Regions from separate parts of the Zea mays genome. Here regions 1 and 3 are each linked to region 2. A link is a contact called in public Hi-C data. All regions are on one chromosome and are shown on one strand. Each heading gives the region's core, a stretch centred on a gene start, on an enhancer-like site or on the middle of the called end of the contact. The rest is flanking DNA. Distances are from core to core; before and after follow the strand shown.

Region 1 (4,248 bases), core at 72-2,571, 360 kb after region 2:
ATGTGGGGTCACAATAGGTTAGAGGAGCCGAAGAAGTTACGTTTTTGTGGCTCCGTGCTTCACTCCCAGCTCCCTCCTCTTTTTGAGGAGAAGCCTTTTAAGAAGCATCTCGTTTGGTTGAAAATTAGGAGAAGCCAATGAAGGAGCTGCTTAAGGAGCCAAAACAAAGGGGGCCTTACGCTGCGTTGACTGTTCCGCAGTTTTATTTGATCCGAAAAAAAAACGATTACAACTAATTCTGAAAAACTTTCCGCACTCCGTGTGCATGCCACATTGTCACGGAACAATAGAAATATTAAAATATATATTTTAATTAGAGAGGATAGTTATGGATGAATAAAATATATATAGGCCATGTTTGGTTTCAATTAGTCTTAGGACCAAAGATTAGTCCTAGGACTAAACTTTAGTCCCTACTTGTTTGGTTCTATGGACTAAATAGATTATAGTCATTAAATACATTGTCCAAATACTCATTAATGCCCTTAGAATACACTCATGTGGGCTTTTAGTCTCTTTTAGCATCTATGTCAAGGACTAAAGACTAAATCATTTTAGTCCATATTTTAGTCCTAGTGTTTGACAAAAAAGGGACTAAATGAGACTAAAAACTAGAGACTAATCTTTAGTCCCTCTAACCAAACACCCACATAGTTGGATATGCGAATTAGGCTGTCCGCACTGAAGGACTCGGCACGCTACGCTACAGAGATAGGGTTTACTCTACCTGCTGCAGTGGCCTACCTTTTGAGCTACGTTATTTCCCAGTAGTAGTGCTGGAACGGCATATGCAGAGTAGTACGACATAAACCCTATGCACTGCTTGGGTAGTTGGGTGGAATGAAAGAGAAATAAAAAAATAATATAATATGTGATAGTTGGTATAGAGTTGAGATATAGAGTAAACATGACTGCAGAGGATTGTGGTATAGAGTAAATATGACTGCTGACGGGGATAGAATATTCCTTTTAGAGTAGAAATTTAGGGGGTGTTTGGTTGCTCCTGCTAAAGTTTAACCTGAGTCACATCAAGCGTTTGACTTTTAAATAAGAGTATGAAATATAGACCCAACCAACTGGACTAGATTCGTCTCGTCTTTTAATCTTCGGCTGACAAATTAGTTTTATAATCCGACTACATTTAATATCCGAAACGGAGGTTCAAACATTCGATGAGACAGAGGCTAAATTTTAGCGGGGTGTAACCAAACACCCCTTAGAGTAGTATGAGTGCGGATAGCATTAACGCCGACCACTGCAGAGCCGGCCGATACGTGTGGTCCCCTGCCTGCCCACGCCCGCTCGGGAGTCGGGACGAAGCGCTTCACAAAGCCACAGGCCACAGCGCCTCGCTGCCTCTCCCTCTCCGTTTCTTCCCCTACTTCCCTCCGCATGGCGGCCCGCGAGGCCTCCGCCCCGGCCCCGTCGACGCCCCACGCTGGAGACGGGGTGAGCCGCCCGCCGCGGCCTACGCTCGCCCTGCCCCCGCGCTCCGTCATCGAGTCCCTCTTCGCCGCCGGCGCCGCCGAGACAAGCCCCGGCCCGCTCACCCTCGCCGCCGCGCTCTTCCCCGACGCGCCCTCCCCGGCCTTCCACGGCTCCTTCACCCAGCTCCTCGTCGGCGCCATAGGCTCCCCGGCCGTACCCTCGTCGCCCTCCCCGTTCGCTGTCCCGCCGAGGCTCAGCCCTGCCACGCTCTTGGGCTCCCCCGGCTTCTTCTCTCCCACGGCATTCCCTCAACTCCGTTTACGAATTGGACCACCAGATGCCCTCATCACTGCACCAGTACCACTGTACCAGTAGCTTAATAAAAAGCCGCAGGGAATATGCTTGCTACTACGTACTATTTACTGTATCCTAATAGTGTTGCGGATTCGTGAGGGTTGTACGGCGTGGAGGGTGCCTACCTTGGACCCGCCCTGGGAGATGTGCTTCAGGACTGGAAAGGCCAAGCTCGATTACCCGTGGTCCTGCTCAGTACTCACTACTTTGGAATGCTGTGCACTACTTTGGACTTCAAATTGTTTTTTGGGATTACGCTCAGATACTACTCTTCCTTACATAGTTGATGTCGGTGGAAGAGTCCTGTTCTCCCCTTGCAATATCACTTAGGCCCCGTTTGTTTCGTTGGAATTGAATTCCATTTTAATATTTATAATTTATACAAAACTAATTAAGTTCATATATTTATATATGTAATATATTTGTATATTATTCTAAATCATATGAGAGAGATAGTTATATACTACATTTATGTTGTAGCGAAGCAAGTAGAAGAGTGTGCTATAAGTTGTGCATCGGAAAAATAGCATGTAAATCTATAGAATCAATTTCCATTTCTCACCCCATGAATTTGAGATAGGCTTATATGATAACTTTGGAAAGTGGTGGAATGTCACATTCTAAAAAAATAGCCTATTCCATTAGTAAGATTCTAATTCCTCAAAATGAAAGGAAACAAACGGGACCTTACTTTAATTGACATGAAAATTATAATATCTCATTCAGGAGCAGTTATGGAAATGGAGCCTCAGTAGTTTTTTGCTTAAGAATTTTGTAACCTGGTTACGTTTATTGCTCATGTTTGCCACTTTGCTTCCTCTTGAATGTATACATAGTTTATGTCATGGTTTTTTTAGTTCACTGCGTTTTTAAAATTCTTTCAGGTATAAGCCAACGGAAAAATGTAGGTGCCTCAGGAACTTGGTATTCGACTAGGAAAACTTTTTATGGGCTGCCACGCTCTTCTGATCATGTGATATATGCTGTTGTGTGGTGAGCAAATTGGCACCTTCCGCTCAAAAGTGGAAAATGGGTGCTATTAAAAGGATCATCCATTTATCTAAATCAAATAAAACAAAAAATGCCCTATACAACTTCCAGTTCGTGTCACTTGGTTCAAAACTCTGTTTACAAATCGTCTGACTAATCGCGATTTTTTGGGCCCAGTAGCCGCATAAATCTGTTGGCGCCCCTAAACCCTAAAGCCTCCCCTGTGCCTGCGCCCCTCTCCTAAACTTTCTGTCCTCTGCCGCCGGCGGCTGCTCCAGCCTCCAGGGCTCTCCACCGTCCACCAGCGCCGGCGTGCAGCTCATCCTTGAAGGTCGTCCCTGCCCCCTGCTCATCTACAAGGCACAAGATGAGCTCGTCATCCGAAGGTCATCCCTGCTCCCCTCCTTCCCCCTTTTCTGCACTCTGCAGTTTTGCATTCTGCGCAACAGTACCCATTTGTTTGCAGTCTGCCCTGGCCCTGCTCATCTAGTGTTCTATACTTCTATGTTCTATTGTCTTACTTCAATAGTTCTTAGCTTCATAGCAGCGACCAGTTTATCCCACCAGTCCAGCAGCACCAATGATCTTATTCTTACCAGTTTCCATCAGTCCAGCAGTAGCACATGTCTTAGTTTCATAGCAGCGACCACTTATATATAGCTCATTCACTGGTTTCACTTATGCTGCATTGCTGCTAGCCTGCTACTGTTATATTTCAGTAATTCAGTTCCAAACTTCCAATTTAATTTCAGTTCTATATGGCTTATATGCCTAGGAATATACATAGGACGACTAGGGACGACCAGAGGCCGACCAGAACCGATTAGTCGACCTAATCGTCGCCCTAATCGCGATTAGGCGCCTGGTCGGTCCTGTCGGTCGACTAGCTGGTCGCCCGACTTGAAACCAGTGGTTCAAAACTATGTTTTAAGGTCATATAATTGATAGGTAGGTGATTTTCGGAACACCCTTAGATTTATAAACTTTGAAGCAGGGATAATTGAAGATTGTCAGATGTTATATTTAGTTATTTACATTTAGTGAATAGTGGCCAACTTATGCAGCTAACAACTTTTCCCTCTACTGCTTAGGCCCTCCGCAAAATGTGCCCAAAATACAGTGAGGGTTGCGGTATCACTTTTAACGCTGGCACAGCCCGCCGGTGCCATCTATGTAAATATTTTTTTCCATGCTGCTGTCTAGGTATAGTCATCAATGTTGAGCGTGGCCATAGAGCCCTTGACGGCGGGCGCTCAAAGCTGCTGTGTAAGAGCTTCAGGTCGCGCTCCTGATCGGCATCTGCTTGTCCTCCTAGCGCCACAATGGCTCTGCATGGCTACCTAGGCCACCATCCCTGTCAAAGGTGGTGCTGTGTTTGGATCTTTGAAATAATATTGTCAGTATGTCACAAGATTGCGCTGTATCTAGAACGACATAGACGGATCTTGTAGAAAACCCTAGATGACGATGTTGTCA
Region 2 (4,159 bases), core at 694-3,193:
TTACATGCCATACAATGGGCATGTTAAGATACCAAGGGCTAATTGTTAGCTAGCTATTTTTTAGCTCAAATTAGCTCTAGTGCGTCCAAACAGGAGGGATAATAAGTGGACTATTTTTTTAGCCAAGTCTTCAACTAGTTGTTAGCCGATTAGCTAACCAACTACAGCTAAATTGAGCAAATTCTTAGCTCCAACTAGTAATTAGCCATGTGTATCCAAACATGCCCAACGTCTGCCACATCCCTCAAATTGTCCTCATAGGTTTGGCACATAAAGAACTATTAATCTTTTAACTGACCCACAGGCCACAGCAATCCTTAGCTGAACCACACTATATGATATTTTCCAATTGAATTTCTGTTCCAAAATCCTGACCGGGAATGAAGAATGCCAAAAATCAGCGGGCCAACTATACACACGATATAAATCTAAAATTCCATTAGTTTAATAATAATGAACACTAAATCTTAATACCTAAGTAGCAGGAAGAAAGATCAACATTCTTGTCCAACTCTCCTGACCTAGCAAAGAGAAATTTTTAGCCTAATCCCCAAGCTAGCAACCGAGTACCGGATGTATGATGAACCGAGTACCGAATGTGTGGTGAGAAACTTCACAGTTCACGGCTTAACTGAAGCAATGCACTATAAACAGATCGTTTAGAAGTGTACATGAAAATTCAGAATTTAAATCTTTCCAGTTTCCACAAAAGCAATATTAAAAATTTGAAACTTCTGCATCCTATTAGCAGTAAGAAAAGGTGGTTGACCAAACTTCTGTATCCTATAAATCTCTAAATATAATTTATTTATGGGTTGTTAAATTAGTCATAGCCAGAAAAAAAACACCAGCAACACCTGGGCACAGTATCCAAGATGCAATTCTGCACACATAAACGAACACATATGGGAGCTGTGAAGTTTGATCAACAAGAACCAACAAGATAAATAGTACTCACCCCACATCAGGCTTGCTAGCGAACTCTCGGTCTCGGATGGCGCTTACATGGAAGAAGGCCCCGAGTACACTGTATAGCTCCATGACCCTCCCTTCCCCAATGAGCATGATCTGATTCTTTGGTATCCACTTAGGATGGTTAACCAGGGCCTTGGCACAATTGGGGATCCCCACAAGCCGCCTGAGCAACCGCAATGGGCGCTGAAAGTCACCGAGGGCCGAAACCTTATCGACACTCTGCCTAAGGAGCTCGTATAGCTCCCCCATGGCCGGCTCGATGGAGTCATAGTCCGCGCTGCCTAAGAACTCATCAATGAAGCCCGGCGGCGGCGGCGCCCCGGGGGCCGGGGTGGGGTCGAGCGGGTCGGCTGCCTCAGCGAGGAGGAATACGAGGAGGTCGGAGGCGGGGTGTTGCGCGCCGGGCGGGGTGGGGAAGGTGTCGGGATTCCCGGCGACGATGCGCGCGTAGGAGAGGATGAGGGCCCGGAGGTGCGCTATGGAGGCTGCGAGGCGCGCCCGGAGAGCGGCGTCGCGGATGGTGGAGATCTTACGCGCCTCGTCGGCGGCGCGGCGGAAAGCGGAGACGAGGTAGGCGAAAGGGGTCGGGGACCCGGCGGGCGGGTCCGGGAGCGAGAGGCGGTCGATGAGGAGGCGCTCGGCGGCATCGCGCAGGGCGAGGAGAGGGCGCGACTCAGAGAGGAGCTCGGCGGCGGTGAGCTCGAGGTAGGCGACGGCTGGGCTGGGGTTGGCCGGGGGCGTCAGGGAGACGAGGAGGATCTTGCGGAGGATGATGTCCTCCACCTCGTCAGGAGAGCGCTGCGGCCGCGCGGAAGCCGGCGATGGGGACGCCATCGGCGGCGGGCGGCGGCTCGCTGCTGGCTCTGCTGCTTCGAGCCTTCGACTCGGGGAACCGCGTGTTGTGGTGGATCAAGATTCGAGCAGACTCGAGAGAGCCGACTTTGGGGTTTTTTTTGTATTGTTTAAAGTGTGTGTTTGGTCCCTAACTAAAAGTTTATAGTATGGATCATATAAAAATTTTGAATGTCAATTACAGATATTAAATAGATATTAAATATAGTTTAGTTATAAAACTAATAATATAGATGAAGACTAAACAACGAGAAGAAATTATTAAACCTAATTAATACGACCTCCATTTCCAGATATTTAATATTTGCCGTCCGCTAGTTCATATTTAAACTAAATCGTGACAGATAAAAAAGAGTAAAAAGAATAAAGGAAATATATAATTAGCAAATGGTTATTATAGCATAGTATTAATGAATCTCTACTATCTCTTAAGACCGTAGTGTAGGCGTCTACATCGTTGTGTGGTGCACGGTTCTGCCATCTCTCACCTCCGCTATCCTCCCCAGTCCCCAAGCGCGCAGCCACGATTGTCGCTCCTCCCCGACGCCGCGATGGCCGCGCCCCCTCTCCCTACCCCCAGCGTGATGCCCGCACCCCGTGCCATGGTGCCCTCGCCTCCGCCCCCGAGCGATCCAGCCCCGTCGTCGCGATGACCGTCGCGTTCCCTTCTTCCCCCGTCGCCTTTCCCTCCCTACTCCTCTGCATTTCTTCCCCAACCCACGCTCACCTGGCCCCATAGCCCCAGCCGCCATACCCTCGCGCGCCCGACCATGCGCCAGATCGTCCAGTACCTCGACGGCGATGCGCCGCTGCCAGAGCTCACGCCCAGACCCAAATCGTCGTGGTAACCTCGGCCCTCGCCCACGCTCTCCCTAGAAGGAAACCCACGATCTTGTTGGAAGGAAATCCACGCTGGCGTGGCCCCAAATCCGCTCTCCATGGAAGGGGATCGGCCCCAAATCGCTGTCGTCCCTCCCGGATCGTCGCCCCTGCCCAGCATCAGCGGACTCATCCGCTGCGTCGCCCCAACACTCTTGGAGGAGATCTCCGGAGCGTGGCGAGGACGCCTGGGTAGGTCGGCTTCCAAGCAGCCCCCGAGATCTCGGTCCTCGCCCACACTCTCCATGGAAGGAGATCGCCTCCTTTGTGCCCCGACACTCTTGCCCCGGATCGTCGCCCCCGCCCAGCATCAACGAACGCGTTCACTGTGCCCCGGATCTCGGTCCTCGCCCCGACACTCTTGGAGGAGATCTCCGGGCGACAAGTTTCCCTCCACGGCATCATCGGTCCGAATAAAAAGTCATGCGTGGAAGCCACAACATCCCTCGCATCCTTGCCTGCGCTCTCCAGGTACGCCACAACATCCCCCGCATCCTTTGTACTTCTTCTGTCTCTTCATTGAAACTCAAAGCAGTAGCACACACTAAATCTTTTATGTCCCGAATGAAATGATCTACAACAGTTTTCTTGATTACAACCATTGTTCGTTGAAATCCACTTCGACAGCTGAATCCGGGCATTATAAAGGTACACAGTAGTGACAGGATTTGACAGCTTCGTTGAATCCACATAGTAATTTGTTATATCTGTATAATTGTGCATGCTTAAGTCATGGAGTGTAATCCACTTCCCGTTTGTTCCATGTTGTTTACGTGCATCTTGGAGATTGCCGACGAGCGCAACCATGAATCTGAATCCATTACTGGTTTGTGGAAATAAAGGTACACAGTTTATCTTTTTTGTTTGCCACAAAAGTTATAAATTAGTACAAAACATAAATACGGAATGACAAACATCAATATGATATGCAAAATCCGTGGCAAAATATCACCGTAACACTAATACTATATTGGCGATATAAATATCAAGAATTCCAGTCCTTTCACAAAGTGGCTACAGGAGTACATACGGTAATTTTCAGCAAACTTTGCATGGGACACAACTCACCCGATGTCGAGGACATGGGATGTGGGTCCGTGACCATGGCACCGATGGCGAGGCAGTACACGCGGTTGCGAGAGGCGCCGTTGAGCATGTCAAAGTTGGAGGTGGCGGCAAGGAGCTACTTGTGGTGGCATCTCGTTCCGCCCGCTCCTTGTCGCTTCTGTTTCCCTCGTCGCCGGGGGCCAGTAGTCATGTCGTGTTCCCACCTCTCCACCGCCTGGTCCTCATCGGCGCTCGCCAGCAGCGCCTCCTCCACCCGGCGGTGCTCCGCCCCACGCATGGGCCTCGTGGTGCGGTTTTCCCTCCGTGAGCTCCATAGCCGCATCGACTCCGTCAGGAACACGCAGAAGATCATACCTAGGTATATTTCTGAAAAGAAATAGGTTTT
Region 3 (3,999 bases), core at 230-2,729, 300 kb after region 2:
CTTTAACCATTATCTGTTGATCAGCCTTACACTTCACCTGAGCTCCCACCTTTGATGAGTTCATGCACATTATTTCCCACAACTTGTTGAGCTATGATCTTTTGTGAGCTCACCCTTGCGATATATAGACCCCCACAGGTGAAGAGCAGATAGCTCAGGAGGAGGTCTACTACAAGGAGTACGAGCTAGTCTACATGACGTCTCCCAGTCAGCTTTATGACGCCAAGGAATAATTATTAGTTCGCTTTATTGTTATCATTTATTTTTGTAAGACACTTCTGCAATGTAATAATTTTTGTGACATCTATCTCTATACACTTGGTCATTATATGTGATGTTCTTATTGGACGCATATATGAGACGCACCCATGTTTATCTCTTAAATCTGGGTGTGACACTACACGACCACTGACCACTAGAGATAGCAACGAGGAATTTTCTGTCGGACAATAGCTCCCCATCCCCATCCTCGTGAAGAAAAAAAATTTCCCGCGGGGATTCCCACAAACGCTCGTGGAGGATATTTCTTTCCCATCCCTATTCCCTGCGGGGATAAATCTCCGACGGAGATCCCGTCTCCACTTAAATTATAATTAGAACATATGTACTTTGTTATTAATATAAAATATTATCACTTATACATATTGTCATATATATATAATATTATATGTACATCAAAATGAGCATATTTATAACAATAAATGGTCTCTTGAAAATATAATTATTTATTTTTATCATTAACTAGTACAAAAAAACAATATTACGTCTAATAGCTTGTTTGGGTAATATCAGATTAGAGTGGATGAAGGTGGTATGTGGTGTATTTAAGTGTAATATAAACTAATTTTTCTTTCAATTCTCTTCAATACACCTCAATACACTTCAATCCCTCTATACCCAAATAAAGCGTAAAGACTTGTTCGATTAGGGGTGGATTGAGGGGGATTGAGGCCTTGTTCGTTTTTGTCGGATTGGTGGGTCGGAACGATTCCTAACCGGATTGTTTTTCTAATTTATATAAACTTTGTTTAGGACTTGTTCGTTTGTGTCGGATTGGTGGGTCGGAACGATTTCTAACCGGATTGCTTCTCTAATTTATATAAACTTTGATTAGCTGGAACTATTTCGGGTGCAATCCGATAGAAACGAACAAGACTTTAGGCCTTGTTCGTTTGTGTCGGATTGGTGGGTCGGAACGATTCCGAACCGGATTGCTTCTCTAATTTATATAAACTTTGATTAGCCGGAACGATTCCGGGTGCAATCCGATGTAAACGAACAAGGCCTTAAGTGGAACGATATTCCAAATGCAATCGGACACAAACGAACAGGGCCTGAAGGAGATTCAATCTCCTTCTATACAAATTTAAATAGGAACTTTCTTAAACTCTTTTAAACCGAACAAGCCCTAACGGATCGCTGCGGGGATGGGGATGGAGAATTCCCGTTTATCCGTTCAGGAAATAATTTTGTCTGTTTAAATCCCATGAGAAAAAAAAAACTCATCCCCGTGGATCCGGGCCCATTGCCATCTCTGCCGACCACACCGGCACACCCCCGCAACCACTGTTCCCGCCGATTCGTTTCGTCCCACCGCGCCAAACTGCGACGACGGCGGTCGCAGAGTTGCCTTCCCTCCAACCGTACCGCCGCCGCCGCCGCTGGTGAGTCCCGAAGATGAGATCTCTCCCGTTCCTGTGATTCGAGCGCTTCCCCTTACAGCCGTTGCGCCCCTGCTCCGCTTTGCTTCAGACGAGCATATTGGGCCGAGCGCCTCCCCGGCCAGCAGCGGCACCGTCGCCGGTTCCAAGTCCGGGGTCGACGCGCTGTGGGGCTTGCTGAAACTGGTACACGTTCTGCCTACATCCACCCGTCTCTCTCTCCTTGCTGATTGAGACGGTAACACAATTAACGGTTCAGTTTAGGTTTAGGGGCGGCGATGTGTGTGCTTCCTAACCTGGAAGCAAACCTTATGAATTATATATGATCATCCTTGTGTCATTTCCTTCTTAACTTCCATGCGTGCATGCCTCATTGCCTCCTCTGATTTGATAAAGTAACCAGGCTTTATTTATTGAATTTTGGACACGAGAAGGCTGAACTGAGCAGAAGATAATTTGCTTTAACGACAATCAATGATGAACATTTCACTTTGTTGCCAGCAGTCAAGAGCCTCCCCTCTAGTTTAGGATTATGATAAGCCAATTCACCATAGCTGGGTTGGCCATTCTGAATTATGTTTTTCTCGCTGCCAACACAGTAGCTAACCACCTTTCTAGACATATATCTTTTAGGACTAACTAGATTCATTGTATAACACAAAAATTGGGCTAATATATCCTACCTGGCTAGCTAGCCTGGTTACTTTAACCCTGAATACAGCCTAAACCTATTGCTAGTGTTCCCAGTTTGTATCCCCCTGTAGCTCGGTACCTGGGCTGTAGTGCTCAAGGTCAACTGTCCAAGCTTCTCTCCTTTGCCATCCCAACGAGATCATATCTGAATCCCATCAGAGGTCATTATCTTAACTTCCCAACGGTGTAGGTTGAACCCTAAGCTCTACCTCAGTAAACTGAGGGAAGAAAAACCACCACTGTGGCACTGCCCCAACTCAACATTCTTTCTTATCACCGTGATTGGCCTGCCAAGCAGTGGCAGACCCAACACAAAATTTAAGGTATCAGATATATGCCCATGTTTCCTTATCATGCATATATTTCTGATTGAATGGAACCAATTTCATATCTTAAAGCATGTCCTTGGGTCAGCAGGGGGGAAGGGGGTGCTGCCGAGAAGGGGCTAGGGCATAGGGAAGGAGCATGAGAAGGGGCCGCCACCAGGAAGGGGTTGGGGCTAGGGCATAGGGAAGGAGCATGAGAAGGGACCGCCACCAGGAAGAGGTTGTGGCTAGGGCTGAGGGCTAGGAAGGGTCTGGTCGCTGGGGAAAGGAGCTGGGAGTGTAAAACAGTCATTGCCAGTGGTGAAATTTTTTAAATAAATATTTTTAATTTGAGAATTATAGAGATTAGAGAGGTATCCTGTTGGTGTGGACATTTTAGAGAGTTCAACAGCTCGTTGTGCATTTTAATGAAGCCGCATGTTGGTGTGGGCATTATTCCAATTATCTCGCTGTCAAGGAAGCTGCTATTTTGAGCCTGCCCCCTGCTTCGTTCTCAGTTGTCAATAGTTGCAGTCTCATACTCTCATTGGACTTTGAGGCAACATATCCTCTCCTAGATCCTCACCAGATTACAACCTTTACTTAATCAGTCAATTTTGTTTAATTTTTTGGTGCAAGTTAATATTGATCTTAGTCTATCATTTTTTTTTGAAACGAACCAGGCAGGAGAGCTGCCGATTATATTAATAAAGAAGAAGTGGTCCGGATCGGACTAAACAACAAAACAAACAACAGGCGGTTGGATTGGGACATCAACACGCCGACACCATACAACTTAACTCGCCGGTTGGACTGGGACATCAACACGGCACCACACTCACCGCCGACACAGAGTACCCAAACAAACACAGGCAGCGGCAACCCCACACGAGAGCATATAAAACTGCTAAAGGTCATCGTTGTCAAGCAAGGATGCAGAGCATCCAGCAACTCCGACTTCCCAAAGCAGCTGACAGACGAACCAAACGAAAAGCTTTGTGTCTCAACTCACTAACTATTTCATATTTCAGCCCACTAACTATCAGTGTCTCAACTCTCACGTCTAATTGTGTTCAGGTGAATGCTTTATTACTGGAGTTGTGCTACAAGACGTCATGTTCAATTTGAGGGTTACTAATTACTTGTTTCATTCTGTGTGCAGTCATGAGGATGCTAGCAATAAGATATCTGCATAGGACTGTTGCTGCAAAAGCCCGACACAGTGGTGAGAAGCCTTTACACTGAGCCAAAGGTCCTGGGTTCGACGCAGCCTCTTTGCGGTAAGAGTTGTCTCAGTTATTCCTTCCCCACACCCCACTCATGTAGGAGCCGCTAACACT

What was found. A called contact is a pair of places that touch in the nucleus more often than the background predicts.
Region 1: a contact with region 2 is called in a Hi-C map of ear, with 2.0 times the contacts expected there. The contact joins the promoter of LOC103636617 here to the promoter of LOC103636597 in region 2. A contact is called at or near these places in 6 of 25 Hi-C or Micro-C datasets (ear, leaf, root tip and 1 more).
Region 3: a contact with region 2 is called in a Hi-C map of tassel, with 2.6 times the contacts expected there. The contact joins the promoter of LOC100273888 here to the promoter of LOC103636597 in region 2. A contact is called at or near these places in 6 of 25 Hi-C or Micro-C datasets (ear, endosperm, leaf and 2 more) and 1 of 3 datasets of contacts at active chromatin or transcription factors (leaf).

Annotation. Positions count from the first base shown.
Region 1 is chr1:75,795,266-75,799,513 of Zm-B73-REFERENCE-NAM-5.0, forward strand. LOC103636617 reads left to right here and starts at 1,322. Exons shown (of 4, transcript XM_008658976.4): 1 at 1,322-1,728. The coding sequence starts at 1,393.
Region 2 is chr1:75,434,357-75,438,515 of Zm-B73-REFERENCE-NAM-5.0, forward strand. It overlaps LOC103636597 (probable ubiquitin conjugation factor E4), which reads right to left and starts at 1,944. Exons shown (of 16, transcript XM_008658957.3): 1 at 959-1,944. The coding sequence starts at 1,809.
Region 3 is chr1:75,731,948-75,735,946 of Zm-B73-REFERENCE-NAM-5.0, forward strand. LOC100273888 (Pentatricopeptide (PPR) repeat-containing protein-like) reads left to right here and starts at 1,480. Exons shown (of 4, transcript NM_001360483.1): 1 at 1,480-1,664; 2 at 3,343-3,736; 3 at 3,822-3,939.